Regions from separate parts of the Mus musculus genome. Here all the other regions are linked to region 2. The links are chromatin contacts, called in public HiChIP or PLAC-seq maps. All regions are on one chromosome and are shown on one strand. The core of a region is the stretch at or near the end of the contact, and the rest is flanking DNA. Distances in the headings are between cores, read along the strand shown. Region 1 overlaps Mir99ahg (Mir99a and Mirlet7c-1 host gene (non-protein coding)). Region 2 has its middle 66 kb from the start of Gm31258. Region 3 has its middle 16 kb from the start of Mir125b-2. Region 4 has its middle 39 kb from the start of Mir125b-2.

Region 1 (3,452 bases), core at 264-2,763, 300 kb after region 2:
AATGTGCATATGCACATGGATGAGTTTATAATCATTGCATAACTCTGATAAAGGTTAAATCATTTAAAATTTTAAAATAGAAAAACATTATGTTAAAATTGAGAATATTGTTTTCCTATTATTTTTTCAATGAGAAAAGTAAAGTTTCACATTGTTTTATGTTTAGCACCAATTCTGGGAAGGAAACTAGGTTTTCCACTTGAGAAGGCACTTTTTGTGCTGACTCACCACTAGGGGGAGAACATTGCTAGAAGAGAGTTTGACATCATTGAAAATAGAGTAAGCTTTTGTGTGTATATGTAGTGTGTGTTTGTGTGTGTTTGTGTGTGTATGTGTGTGTGTGTGTGTGTGTGTGTGTGTGTGTGTGTGTGTGTGTGTGTGTGTGTGTGCACGCGCTAGTGCTTATGCGTACCAGAGGTTTTGTATATTTTTTAAAAGTCTGGACATGCTTAGTAATATTGGAATCTAATACCAACACAGTATGTGCTGGCCTTTTAACATTCAATTTCCATCCATTTTCCTAAGCCTTTGAGAGCTAAGGATTGACAGCTTTCCTTAAATCTCAGAGGGAAGGACTTGGAAGAAGGCCATTGGATAGGATGGTCAAAAGAGCAGCTGCACTTTGGTCTGTACCAATGCTGTAACTCTATGTGGAAACATATAAAGCTTGGTTTTGATACTGGAGTGAAACTACCTAGACATTGAATTTGAGGTTTCCTTTTATGTTTCTTTGATAAAACTTCAGCTGGAGACAAGCCCTAATCTCATAATAAAATGAGCTTTTCTTGGAGGCCCCGTAGCACTATTGGGGTTAACAATATTGAACTGAGTTTGGTCTTCAGAACTTTCTGAATGAAGATAATTTCAAAATAGTGATGTTTCAATTTGACTTTCAATTTTGCAAACATATCCCCCAACCCAGATTTCTTATCTTTAACTATAGGCCTTTAAAAACTAAGAAAATATGCTTTAATTATTGGGTATAGAAATCTCCAAGTTTACAGATTTAATCTGTTTGTAAACCGTAATCTTATTAAAATTTGGTCACTTTTTAAAAAATCTGTGACTTACTCTGTACTTTATATAAAATGCATCTTTCTCAACAAAAGAATGTCTCCTGTGGAAAAGGCATATCTTGTGCCCCCCCCCCCCCCACACACACACACACACACACACACCGTGATAGTTTTTGTTTGGCTGTTTCTTTCCCTATTTTATTTCTCCTATTTACAGTCCTTCTTCATATTGTCTGAATATTCAGGTCTCCTAACCTCCCCTGTAGCTTTATTGCCTCTTTCCTGCCCCTCCCATTCTATCCCCACTCTCAAATGCATGCCCCTTCATATATTTTTCTTAACATCCTCCTGCATTTCACTTTACTTAATTTTTCCCAATAATATTAACAATTCTTTATATCTTCCTGCCTTCACCCCTCCCTCCCATTATATTGTCGCATCTACTCTCTCCCGAAGCAAAGCTGCGATTCACTCAGGGGAGGTTACTTTCTCATGCGCACAGCTCATTGCTATGATGATTTCAATGATGCCAGCATATTTTAACCACATCGTTATCAGGGAGCCTCACTTCTCAGTGAATGCATATCAAGTGACTTCTTTTGTGATTGGGTTACCTCACTCAGGATGATATCCTCCAGATACATCCATTTGCCCAAGAATTTCATAAATTCATTGTTTCCATTAATCAATTGTGGAACTCGAGATTCAGGCAAGGAGAGCATTTATTAGAACGTATCCTGCTTGTTCCCACACACACCTCATTTCCGTTGCTTTCTAATGAGGAATTGTACAAGGCTCAACCCTCCCTCCAACCCCCAGCCCTTACCTCTCCTTTCTCTATCCCACCGTGCCCCTCTCCCACATCCATTCTCCCGTACAGTAGCTATATCAGAACATGCAGCAGGACGGCATTGTGCAAACTGGTGGCCACACAAGTACTTTGTATTCACGAGAGGTTTCGAAGTTCAGCAGCTGCATATAAATATGCATAGTTGAGAGATTCATGATGCTGCCTCCTCACTCTAGTGCTGGTTGGCTGCAGCGCGCAGGCACTACAAATCAATGAACACTTTCCCCATCGATCACCGGCTCACTTGCAAGCAGACAAAACACAATGCCAGAAACCCACAGAGAGCTCCTTAGTGAGCGAAACCTCACCATCAGAAGATTCAAAATAGCCGTCCCCCCCTCCCACCCTGAACCTCCACACTCTCGACCTCAAATGTCTTCTTCTTATCCAGTGAAGATCATAAGCCGTTAGAAATAAGTATCACCCGAAAAGAAAGAGTGGGGAGGGAGGGAAGAGCAATGATAAATGAGGGTTTTGAGGGTCCTCACATTGTGCTTGTCACAAAACAAAAGATCCGTTGAGCATTAACACATTAGGAAATAAAAAATAAAATAAAGTAAAATAAAAACGTGAATCTGCTTATGTTGATTGTATTGCTTTACAGTTACAGGATTGAGTGTAGCAGCATCTACATACGCATAGCTGTAGCCCATGTGGAAGACATTTGCAAATCATCCAGTTATTAGATGGCTTTGTGTATGGCAGGGTTATGACTGCTGAGTCAAAACGCAGACCTATAGACACACAGACATATATACAGACAGACAGACAATGTGCTTCATAGTGAATATCACATATCCTCATGTTGATTGCACAATTTTTGCAGAGGGTTCAGATATATTTTATGTTGCAATTATAAACATCTTAGAAGTTTAATCTTATCTACTACATATTCATATACAGCATAGTAATTAGTCAAATATATATTTCTTGGTGAAAAGATATAAATTTATGTTGTTTAGAGAACAAGCCCCCTTTTCAGTTTTAAATGGATTAACCATGACAAAAAAAATAGCTTATTGTATTGAAACAGCGCTGAGCTGTTACTCTGTATTTTTAACATTGTCAACTTGGCAGTAAAAATTTCAATGAGGATAGTAATCCTTTTGATGCTTTTTTACCATGTGTTCATTCATTCACTCAGCGCTGCCCTATTTTGCAATACTGTTACAGCACTATGGAATGGAGAACACAGCACAATGGTGTGGTGGTAGGCTGGAATACAAAATCCAGCGCAAGGGTATCTGTGTTTGAAGCATATGATTATGTATATAAACACATAAACGAGTATGTGGCTTTCAAACTTAAGAAAAGTGTAGCTCAAGAGTCAATATAATGAAGCTCTCTCATACAGAATTGATAATTGAATGACATATCTACTCCAAGTGTATCTTTCCAGTTATAATCAGTAACCATATTGCTGGAAGATCAAAGGTAAACTTCATTAAGATTGTTCATCTAATCCCTTACTCTGACTCATGGAAGCTGACAGACAAGTCCGCGTCTTTTCCCCTATGAGGAGCAAAGCCAAAATCTGAGCCCCTCTCTACTGAACCCCAGCGCTCATCCACACATGATTTTTCACT
Region 2 (3,423 bases), core at 620-3,119:
CTCCAATCAATTCAGGTAAACATTGGTGAAATACTACCTGAAAAAATAGTATTTCAGTTATCATTCTTACTGGGAAAACAAAGTAAAATAAGCACGAAATGTAGGAAAATATCTTTCTGCCAGTATCCTCAACCAGTGAACACTTCTGTAAGCTGGATCCTGTCTTTTCTTCCTCTGTCGTAGAATCACTCACTGGTCATACTGCCATTCTGTTTATGAATATGTAAATATAACGTGCACAGAAATAATAGCAGTTTGCCCAGAGACCAGGCTATAGTATACTGATTTTGTATACTCACAGAATATTTAATTTTTTAAGCAGTCAAATTAGTGCTGCAAGATATACCCTAGTTCCGTGATATGGAAATGCGCAAATGGAGCTTAGGCAGATGCCCACGACAATTGAACTGCAAATAAATGAACATCTAAGCCTAACCGTGGAGAGACATGTACATTATTTAGCTTCTTACTCTGATGCTTAGTGATACAGAGGAAGTCTTTAGGTCCTTAATTACCTTTTATTTGCTGACTAGATTCTACCTCCACAGCTCACACCAATAAATAACTAGACTAATGTTTAAATCATGCACACACAACACACACACACACACACACACACACACACACACACACACACACACCACATACTTTTCCTTTGAAGCAGAAAATGATGTCTATATTCACCCAAGTGTTGTGGAGGAAGCATTAAGCTTTGGGAAGGAAATAATCGGTGGATTTTTATTCCTGAAGTAAGCAAGCATGTTCGTGCATATTCTTTCTGCATACATGCCTATGCGTCACTCAGTGCAAGCGGTGCCCCTGCAGCTTTTGCGCAGTAATTAGATTGGTGTAATCACAGTGGAATGAAGACAGCCACACTGATAATTTCACAGTGAATATTAAAGACATATGTGCCTTCCAGTGTACAATAAATGAACCTGAACTGCTGTCAGGGTCTAGGAGGACAGTGTGGCCAATGCACCTATTGTGTCCCTGCTGCAGAAAGGAGCCTGCCGATTGGCTACTGTCTGCAGCACATAGCACTGGCTTGTTATAAAGGACTTGTCTAGGGGAGAGCCTGTAGGTACTCCATTGTCTGGTAAAGTTCATATGACTGCATTATTTTGCAAGGGGGGTGGTGGAGGTGGTGGTGGAGGGAGAGCTTAGAGGGGGTATCAGCTCAACTGTAAAAGCTATACAGATTCTCTCTCTCTCTCTCTCTCTCTCTCTCTCTCTCTCTCTCTCTCTCTCTCTCTCTGTCCTTCCTCTCTCTCTCTCTCCCCCTCTCCCTCTCTCCCTCTCCATAGATCATCTCTGCTTCATGCCCTGTCTCATTTCGCATAGCTAAAAAAAAAAGAATGCTAATTAAGATCCCATGTCTTAACCTGAAAATAATGACTCGGCTGTAATTAGAAATCTGCTGAGAGTTTAAAATTCTAGTAGGGGACCAAAAGCATCAGTTATGGTGATTAGGAAGAAAATGAAGAAGTATGTTTCTGTAATCAAGGTAAACATGGGAAAAGGGGGATTCCCTCATCTTTTTTTTTTATCCAATTTTAACCAATAGTATTCTGCTGCAGATGAGAAGATACTGTGTTTCAAAAACGATTTTAACCATCAAATTGAAAGAACACAAATCAGTAGCAATAGAAGCCTTAATCCTCCTTAGGATGCAATTCAGATGAAAGACCTGCTTTTATTTTTCTTTTTTGTATGTGTGTGTTATAGACGGATCTGAGAACGCTGTCTGGGCTTCGTGCCAAGGGCTGGTATTCACACAGCAACGACGGCCTCACAGAAGAGCTGTGGGAAGCAGGAGGGCGAGCCTCTCTTAGGGTGCCACTACTATGGAGACACAGCTGGGCTGAACAAGATTTGCTTCAAACGACAACAAGAGAGACAGAAAGTATCTGATTCAACCGCTGCCCAAGCAGGCAGGCACCAGAAGAGCTAGCAGCCAATCCGGCCATGCTCGAAGCCAGTCCTGCAGCTCAGCCAATCAGTGACATCATTGGTGAGAAACTCATTTACATCATGCAGTAATGAACTTTGTTTAACATAGCCTTCCCCCTTTTCCTATTACCCTCCCCTCCCCCAGATTAGTCCTTCCATTAATTATTCTGGTGGCATAATTTAAATCGCTATGTGAAAATGTGGCTACATTCTTCCTGGTAGCTCTTACCCAGTCTCCAACTGATGTCTGCAGTAACAGAAGTGGTTCTAAGTACAATGCTATTTTGCTTGGTTGGGTCTTGCATATATTATCTTCTCCTTCTTAAAAAGAAAAAAAAAAACTCTCAGAAAAAAAATCCCAAACTTTTGTTTATTAGATGCCCCCTCTCAATGAAATACGTGTTTTCTCCAAGTTGCTGTACAATGTAATAGGGAATGGGGGGGGGGTATGCTGCCATGGACGTTGTGATTTTTTTTCCAAGCAATCTGCATCTTGGAGGTCCCTTTCACGTTTTTAGATTTTATGTTGTAGTGGCCATTTTACATACAGTGCTTTCTCCAAGAAAAAGCTCTATGTACATCTGTCAAATGGAGGAAAGTTCTCTCTTGTTTTATTCTGTCCTTCACTGCTCTCAGCCAACATGTCATCTTATTAATGAATAGAACTGAGGTCATTTCTGAACAAATCTCTCCCTTCCCATCGCAGCACAATGCACCTGATTTGCATCCATTTACTAGAAATACTGAATACAAGAACCAGCTTGAAAAGAAGTGCAGGGAACAGCTTACATATTATTTCAGAATATGACAGGGACATTTGTTTCTCAGGAGGCATAATATGTAACAGCTGCTTTAATGTTTCTCTGAAAATGCCTGCTCTCCATTTATAGTTCAATACCTCCAGTGAATTTATGGGATCATTATATAACCAGAGTTGAGCAAATGAAATCATAGTCACGAAGGAATTCATTTATCTACGGAAAGACATTTGGAAGTACAATGTTGTCTCGCACATTTGTGTTTTGTTGGTCAGGATAACACACTTTGTTCGATAGATGGCTTAAAAAGTCTGAAACATGTGGTCTGAGAAGATTTCTATTTGCTTTACAGATGCCCAAAGACTGAAACTGGGACAGACTTTAGTGTGATTTCTCTTAATTCATATATTCCATGCGTTGTTGCCATGAAAAGCATGTGGTTGTCTAGAACTGATAGCCAAAGTCCATTGTCTATTTTCTATTAAAGGAATGCTTTGGATATAATTATTCAAAGACATGGAATTTTAAAATACACCAACAAAGGTGTCATAACTGTGCACGGTTTTTTAAAAGAAGCTTAGCGAGCACAATGATAGGCATAGCCACACGAAGGGTTTAGACAAGAAGCCCATGGCCCTTTTAATTCATGAGGCATTCCGTCATCCCGTCATCTGTATTCAGGGGGCGACTGTCCTGAATCAGTCATGAGCTC
Region 3 (3,401 bases), core at 402-2,901, 430 kb after region 2:
AGGTTAAGGTCAGAAACAGAGGACAGGGCACTACTGCCTGGTGATTAATCAGAAGATTCATTTTGTGCTGGGATGTGTTCTTTTCTCACCTGTGCTGCTGCCTACTGTCTCCCCTCACATCCTTTTTATAGTCCTCAGCCTCCTCTAACTCACCAGTTGTTTAAAGAATTCGAAGTTGTAGGTTTCTATAAACCCATAATTATATATTCAATAAACCATAAGATGGGGTAAGTAAATTGTGTTTTAAAGATGTTACCTCTTAAAGAAAATACACAGATATCATATGTGAATCTATTTTATTAGATGTTTCAGGATATATTCTTAGTCATTTCTGTGCTGGAAAAAAAATCCTATTTTCCATCTTCTGTCTCATTCGCATTATCACAAAATTATTCATGAATATGAAAATGATATTATTCATATCCATATTTCTTCCTTTATTTCAAGCACTCTGTGTTTATGAGTTGTACATAAATATACTGCTATATATGTATATTTATACATAGCTATCTAAACAATTCAATCTTGGCACTACAACTGGATAGCAGGCTTAAGTGACTATATTTTGTGTCATTTGTGTCTTATTATATCGTTAATGACATTATAATTGTCAAATGGGCTGAAATCCAATAATTACAACTGCCATGTGATAGCATGGTTTGTCTCATGAGGAATGGTTTTAAAAATAAAGGGGTCACATCTGAATCACACTAGTCCAAATGGTAGGTACAGTTAGCATTTCTACTGAGTTGCTAGTTACACGGGATGTATGCTAAGTGTCTTTTTTAAAAAAAAATTTTATTAGATATTTTCTTTATATACATTTCAAATGCTGTCCCAAAAGGTCCCTATGCCCACCCCCTGCCCGCCCCGCTTCTTGGCCCTGGCATTCCCCTGTACTGGGGCATATAAAGTTTGCAAGACCAAGGGGCCTTGCTTCCCAGTGATGGCCGACTAGGTCAGTACTATGTGCACAAAGCAGTATTCATTCAGGACTTCATAAATCCAATGTCCTTCTAGAAACAAATACAAAGATGATCTCACAAGAAAAACAAAATTACTAATATGCCAGGTCTTCCTCCCTCTAGTTGCTGTATTCTTCTTAACTCAATATCCCAGGGACTCATTTCACTTGAAGTTATAAACAGAGTTTACAAACAAACAAACAAACAAACAAACAAATTGTCTCCTATTCTCTAGTTTAACTTTCACACACTTTGCAAAAACAAATTGTTGCTTCAGTTCCAGAAACTTTTTCTCTCAAAACATCCCTTAGGGGAAGCAGAGGCAAATCAACTGAGTTTGGTGAACTGGGAACTTTGTTTATGAAAATGCTGCTGTGTTCTGTTCCATCCGTACTTCTGGGTGACATGGAAGAGGGGAAAATGGAACCCTGTATGTTCTTCTTTAAAATTAATTCCAATTATCTGTGAGGGAGGAGATCATTTTTAAGCCCACAGGATGTTGTAATTGTATTTTTCTTTTCAATGCTTGTTGCAGATATTAAGGTGAGAAGACAATGGGAGGTGTGTACAGAATAGCCTGTGTTTCCAGACACACTGCCTTGTCTGAGATCAAATGGCTACAGCACAGTTAGGGTTACAGTCTCCTTCCCTTCCTCCTTATTCTCAACAGCACTGGAGCTTTTTCCAAAGTTGCCATGGCAACACTATATCTGGCTGCTGGCTCTGTCGTAAGTTATTGAACTGAGACTGGCTTTTGGTTTAGCAGATAATTAGGTTCTGTCTCACAGGTTCATTTTCCTGTGACTGGGACGTGGATATGACCTACAGCTGGCCTCAATTTCAGTGTCACAGACGAAACTTTAACCCTTCAGAGCTCCTCTGGCAGTCCTGAGCCTGGCTTATGAGGTAGAGGACACCCAGTGCCACTCGCCCACACCTTAGGGAGATTACTGTGTCCTCATATATAATTCTGTATTCATTATAGCACTAAGGAGCATAGGGTCAGATACATATTGGACATTTTCAAAATGATAAAAGGCCAAGAATATGATGAATATTCATATGTTATGTATATAAAACACAAGATTTTTCATAGTCTTTTTATTGTCATTGTTTTTTGAACAGTTTTAAAGTCACATGAAGGTATTTTCTTTTCAGCTTGATACCCATGGCAGTACAAATGTTCCAACCTCAGGAATATTAGCATGGCATTGTTATTGGCAGCTTTAACAATGCTTTGCTTATCCCATCACCTTTGCATGCTATGGATTTTAGCTGGGGCTGTAAGGATGCATTGAAGCCGATGATGGACCCATTTGACAACAATATTACTTTACTGAAATGCAAAAATGTTATTCAGGTTTTAAACATCTTAATGTAGAAAGCTACCAACATTTGCAGAGTATGTCTGATTTCCGTTAGTGATTTTCTTTCTGTTTGGAACAAAGAAAGAAGGACAGCATTGAAACTAGATATTAAATTCACAGTACAAACTCTGGCCATGAGAGCGGTGGAGATCATAAGAGGAGGTATGTCTTTACATGTATAACAAGAGCCAGGGACTCCGGGGAAACTTAGTGTTAGGGGACACTAGCTGGAGTTTTAGCATAAAACCTAAAGAAAGTAGGAAAAGGGAGTTGAGGTCATCCTAGCCAAAACATGAATGAAAGAAATTTTGTATCTTCCATGGCTGCAGGGTTACTCACTTCTGTTAACAGTGATACATTGAAGTTGTGAAAGAGAAGATCTGAACCTTTGGCCATGGTCTCTGTGTAAGCTCCATGTAAGACTGCATTCTATTCTAATCAATGTCTTCCATCCTTAAGAGTCCAGATGAGAATAGAGGCACCAACCATGGGTGTCCTGAATCAGAAGCCAGGGGACTCTACACATGCTCCCTAGGCAGAGAATTCAGAGGACAAGGCTGAGATTAGAGTAGCTAAAGGCTACATTAATTTACAAGGAGACCCATAGATGACAAACTATTTCATCCCATAATCTCAATACACACCAGTAGCTCTTCTCCTATTGATGACTAGCAACAGTTTGTTAAATGCATATATGAGGTCTCCATCTCTCCCTGTCATGAGATATAAGCATGTGATTCAAATTATAAAGAGGACATACTAGAGGCAGTATTTTCAATTTAAATGTCTTTTTGCTGCCTTGTTCCTGGTTACCGGCCTCCCCACGTCCTCCAAACCCAGATCATCTCTCACTGCACTGCTGCAGTGACCTGAACCTGGAATTGTCCACTGTGTTATCTCCACTCTAGTGTATCGCAGAGAAGATCATGAGACGCTATTGAGAGTACAAATCACTTTGTGTCAACTCGCTGTTGGTTCCTTTGTTGTTGGAATAGCATGAAAAATACTGTGTTGTGAACCCCTACAAGACCTTTTCCTACCCACTTCTAAACATCACGGCCCCTGCCTG
Region 4 (3,228 bases), core at 708-3,207, 450 kb after region 2:
AGGGTTGCAGATCCCTTTAGCTCCTTGGGTACTTTCTCTAGCTCCTCCATTGGGAGCCCTGTGATCCATCCAATAGCTGACTGTGAACATCCACTTCTGTGTTTACTAGGCCCTGGCATAGTCTCACAAGAGACAGCTACATTTTCTAATAGTCATGAATCTACCCCATAAGTCTAGGATATGTTGAGAAGGGTTTGTGTACCTGATGCTGTCTCGGGTACTAGAGGTAGGGCAACAAGACAGAAACACGATGTTATATTCTTGCAAGTAGGAAGAGGCACACTATATGTAAGCTTAAAATATATGATAAATATATAATAAGCAAGTACAAATAGAAAGCAAACAGTACAGAGGCGCATATACACATAATATTTAAATAGTACTAAATTAAAACAGAGAATGCAATGGAATAGCAAAGGGTAGATCAACATTAGAATAGTGTTTGGAGGAGGACTTTTCTTAAATTACATGTGACTATAGCTCCGAATGGCAAGAATAAACCAACTAATACATGTCTCGGTGTTAAAGCACTTGTTTCACATGTAGGCTCTATGAGTTCGGTCTCCAGCACCATCAAAGTACAAGGCAGAGATGAAGAAAGGCACAGAAGCAAAGGTGTAAGAATTTCAAACAGTGGGATAGCCAGAATCTAGTAAGCAAATCAGAAAGAGATGGGCGAGTTAAAGACAGCAAAATAGGGACCAAAAATATGTATGGAAAGTTCTACAAGGCAATTTGATATTATTCAAAATGGAAAAAAGTTATAGCCAGAGGGAGGATGCTATGATTTGCCACAGTTGGGCAGGGCACCCCTTGGGTTATGTTTTAATTTGACTGATGTTGCTGAAGCCAGAGGGCTGTGGGATGAAAAGGAGTATTTCCCCATGGGAGCCATGGTTCTTAGTAGATAAAGCCAGGCACAGTTTGTTTTTCTTCCCCAGTCTGTTGAAACACCTCTGTTAGAAATGCCCTCAGCAGTTTATCTCCATGTTCTGTCAATCACAATAATAGTCGATCCAGCTCCATTCTAACTTTCTTCTATAAATTTACAATATTTTAGATGTCTATGGTCTTCGTTACAATTTTAAGGATATCTAGCAGAATTGGCTTAATTGGGACATGATCCAATATTACTAAACTGACTTTGTTATGCTGATGTAAGCATTGATCACCTGGAGGTTAATACTTTCTTGAAAGCTGCCTATTGGTTGGAAGCACAACTTTCTAGTTAGATTTTACTGAGCTTTCTGCTTTCAAATTTCTGGTCTTCTAACTTTTCTTACTTGCCATGCTTAATTTCAGCTTTCTTACCCTCCAAATAATTACACCCCGAGGATGTTTGCTAGATAGCCAGCAAGGAGCATTGCTAGGCTATAGAAAGAATGTCAGACAAGCTTGGGGAGAATGGCACAATGTAGACTGAATGCCAACAGAAAGGAGAAATGTTGAGAAAGAAAAAAAAAAAGAAAGCAAAAGAAAACTATGGGTAGATAGCAATCATATCACAAACCAAAGGAATGACCCAAATGGTTGTGAATCGCAGCAGGAGAATTAATGAGACAGAAAATTTCCCAAGGAAAAGAGCCAAGTATAGAAAAAGGAAGAAATAAACATCATAAAAGGAAAAAAAAAGAAAACCCAACACAGAGGAAAGGAAATAAAACGACAGCCCAAGGGGAAGGCAAAAGAGGAAAACAAAGAAAAGACAAATGAAAAAGCAATGCCTTGCATCAAAGCAAATGTGTGCAGTTGTCTTTTTTCTTATCGGGTAGTGGCTTTGCATTTCTCGAACAGCGAAGCCAAACTGAAGGGATAATTTTGTTTATGTACCCAATTTGCATAATTGTGCAATATAAATTACAATGCTAATTAAGGACAGCCCTTGGGCTTCTGGAACTGGGTCAAAGTGGCTCCCTGTGTGTAAGGAGGTTGGGGCATTGGCTTTGTCCCCACTCCTACTGCAGGGGAGCCAAGCAAGAGAAAAGAACCTTTCTGACAGTGTGTGAAATCTTGTCAGAAGTTGTTGTAGACCCAGAACTGTATGTCTCACTCTCAAACTTGGCTTTGCAAGTAATCTTCCCGTGATTCTGGAATGGCGTCCCTAAAAGCGAAAATCCCTCCTAAACCTTCTCGCTTGTCTTTCTACAGCATTTCCCATTTAGTTAGATACTTTTCATTCAGAGAACTAGATTATGAAATTGTGAACAAGCGAGCATGAACCTGGCATACAGTATTTTCTCACAGGACTCCTGCCAAATTGTCTGAAACCAGTATATCATGTGCCCAGCTTTGGCCTTTGTGAGGCAGAGAGACATTAGGCTCACTTCTGAGTTTCAGTTAAATCCCTGTTCTTAAAGCTCACCAAACGTTATAAATTCAGTTTCAGAGTGTATTCCCTGTACTATTCCTATGACAGGAGTATACATTAGAAGGTCTGGAGAAGAACTAGCTTGGGTCTTTCAAGGTAAGAGTGTCTCTGACTTCATGTAGTGAAGACTGGTGTAACTACAGGAAAACAGTCTTGGGAAAGAACTCTCCCAGAAACACATTCTGAAGGTTTGTATACTCGATGATTGTTGATCTCAAGCAAAGGCTATATGCAAAATAGAAAGAAGCAGGTGTCAATCACTGGGAAGGATAAGAATGTGTTGTGGAGGAGGCCTGATATCCCATCTAAGTCTCCCCCTTTTTTATGTTTTAAAATGTGGACCCATTCTTATGGGTTTGATTTCTACCTAAATTTTCAATTAAAAGCCTAAGTAATCTAATCGTTAAGCACTCTTGTATATACCTGTCTTCAACTTTAGCATGCCAGACATTTCTTTTGGTGGAGATTACTATATGGATAATTAGATATGTACAATGTCCTTTCTATATTTGTGTTATTTTATATTCGTACTAGTGCCCTAGTAAGTATTTTGTAACCATTCCCATGTCCACCTATATAAAGAAAGCAATGTCTATTACAATTAAGAACAGTGTTATTGGTGTTAGCCAGTGGATTCTTTGAGAGGTGATGAGGTCACAGACAAGAGTAGCAACCTCATGAATGGGATTAGTGTTCATATGAAAGAGACCCAATAGTACCTGATTCTCCCTTCTTCCTGTGTAGTTAAAATAAGATGACTATAAGTAAGGGAGTGGTGGCTATCAAACATTGTATTACAGAGACCTTGATCTTGGGCCACTCAGCTAACCAAATAATAAGCTGTTATTTTCAGCTCAGCT

The links. HiChIP or PLAC-seq counts read pairs in DNA pulled down with a chosen protein or histone mark.
Region 1: a contact with region 2 is called in an H3K4me3 HiChIP or PLAC-seq map of embryonic forebrain, with 2.8 times the contacts expected there. The contact joins two enhancer-like sites. A contact is called at or near these places in 3 of 484 Hi-C or Micro-C datasets (cerebellum, cortical neurons and uterus) and 5 of 115 datasets of contacts at active chromatin or transcription factors (embryonic basal ganglia, embryonic forebrain, embryonic hindbrain and 2 more).
Region 3: an H3K4me3 HiChIP or PLAC-seq map of forebrain shows a contact between it and region 2, with 5 times the contacts expected there. The contact joins two enhancer-like sites. A contact is called at or near these places in 1 of 484 Hi-C or Micro-C datasets (forebrain) and 5 of 115 datasets of contacts at active chromatin or transcription factors (astrocytes, embryonic forebrain, embryonic hindbrain and 2 more).
Region 4: an H3K4me3 HiChIP or PLAC-seq map of embryonic forebrain shows a contact between it and region 2, with 4 times the contacts expected there. The contact joins two enhancer-like sites. A contact is called at or near these places in 2 of 115 datasets of contacts at active chromatin or transcription factors (astrocytes and embryonic forebrain).

Annotation. Positions count from the first base shown.
Region 1 is chr16:77,534,993-77,538,444 of GRCm38.p6, forward strand. All of the region lies in intron 4 of Mir99ahg (Mir99a and Mirlet7c-1 host gene (non-protein coding)), which reads left to right. Among named protein-coding and RNA genes, the nearest start is that of Mir99a, 62 kb to the right of the region's middle. Within about 2 kb of position 1,514, at least 70 of the 459 cell types and tissues checked have an H3K27ac peak or open chromatin away from gene starts, as enhancers often do. A contact at or near this core is called in cerebellum, cortical neurons, embryonic basal ganglia and 2 more, where this site is marked.
Region 2 is chr16:77,235,237-77,238,659 of GRCm38.p6, forward strand. No RefSeq gene overlaps it. Among named protein-coding and RNA genes, the nearest start is that of Gm31258, 66 kb to the right of the region's middle. Within about 2 kb of position 1,870, at least 101 of the 459 cell types and tissues checked have an H3K27ac peak or open chromatin away from gene starts, as enhancers often do. A contact at or near this core is called in cerebellum, cortical neurons, embryonic basal ganglia and 2 more, where this site is marked.
Region 3 is chr16:77,660,575-77,663,975 of GRCm38.p6, forward strand. No RefSeq gene overlaps it. Among named protein-coding and RNA genes, the nearest start is that of Mir125b-2, 16 kb to the left of the region's middle. Within about 2 kb of position 1,652, at least 77 of the 459 cell types and tissues checked have an H3K27ac peak or open chromatin away from gene starts, as enhancers often do. A contact at or near this core is called in embryonic forebrain and forebrain, where this site is marked.
Region 4 is chr16:77,683,849-77,687,076 of GRCm38.p6, forward strand. No RefSeq gene overlaps it. Among named protein-coding and RNA genes, the nearest start is that of Mir125b-2, 39 kb to the left of the region's middle. Within about 2 kb of position 1,958, at least 43 of the 459 cell types and tissues checked have an H3K27ac peak or open chromatin away from gene starts, as enhancers often do. A contact at or near this core is called in embryonic forebrain, where this site is marked.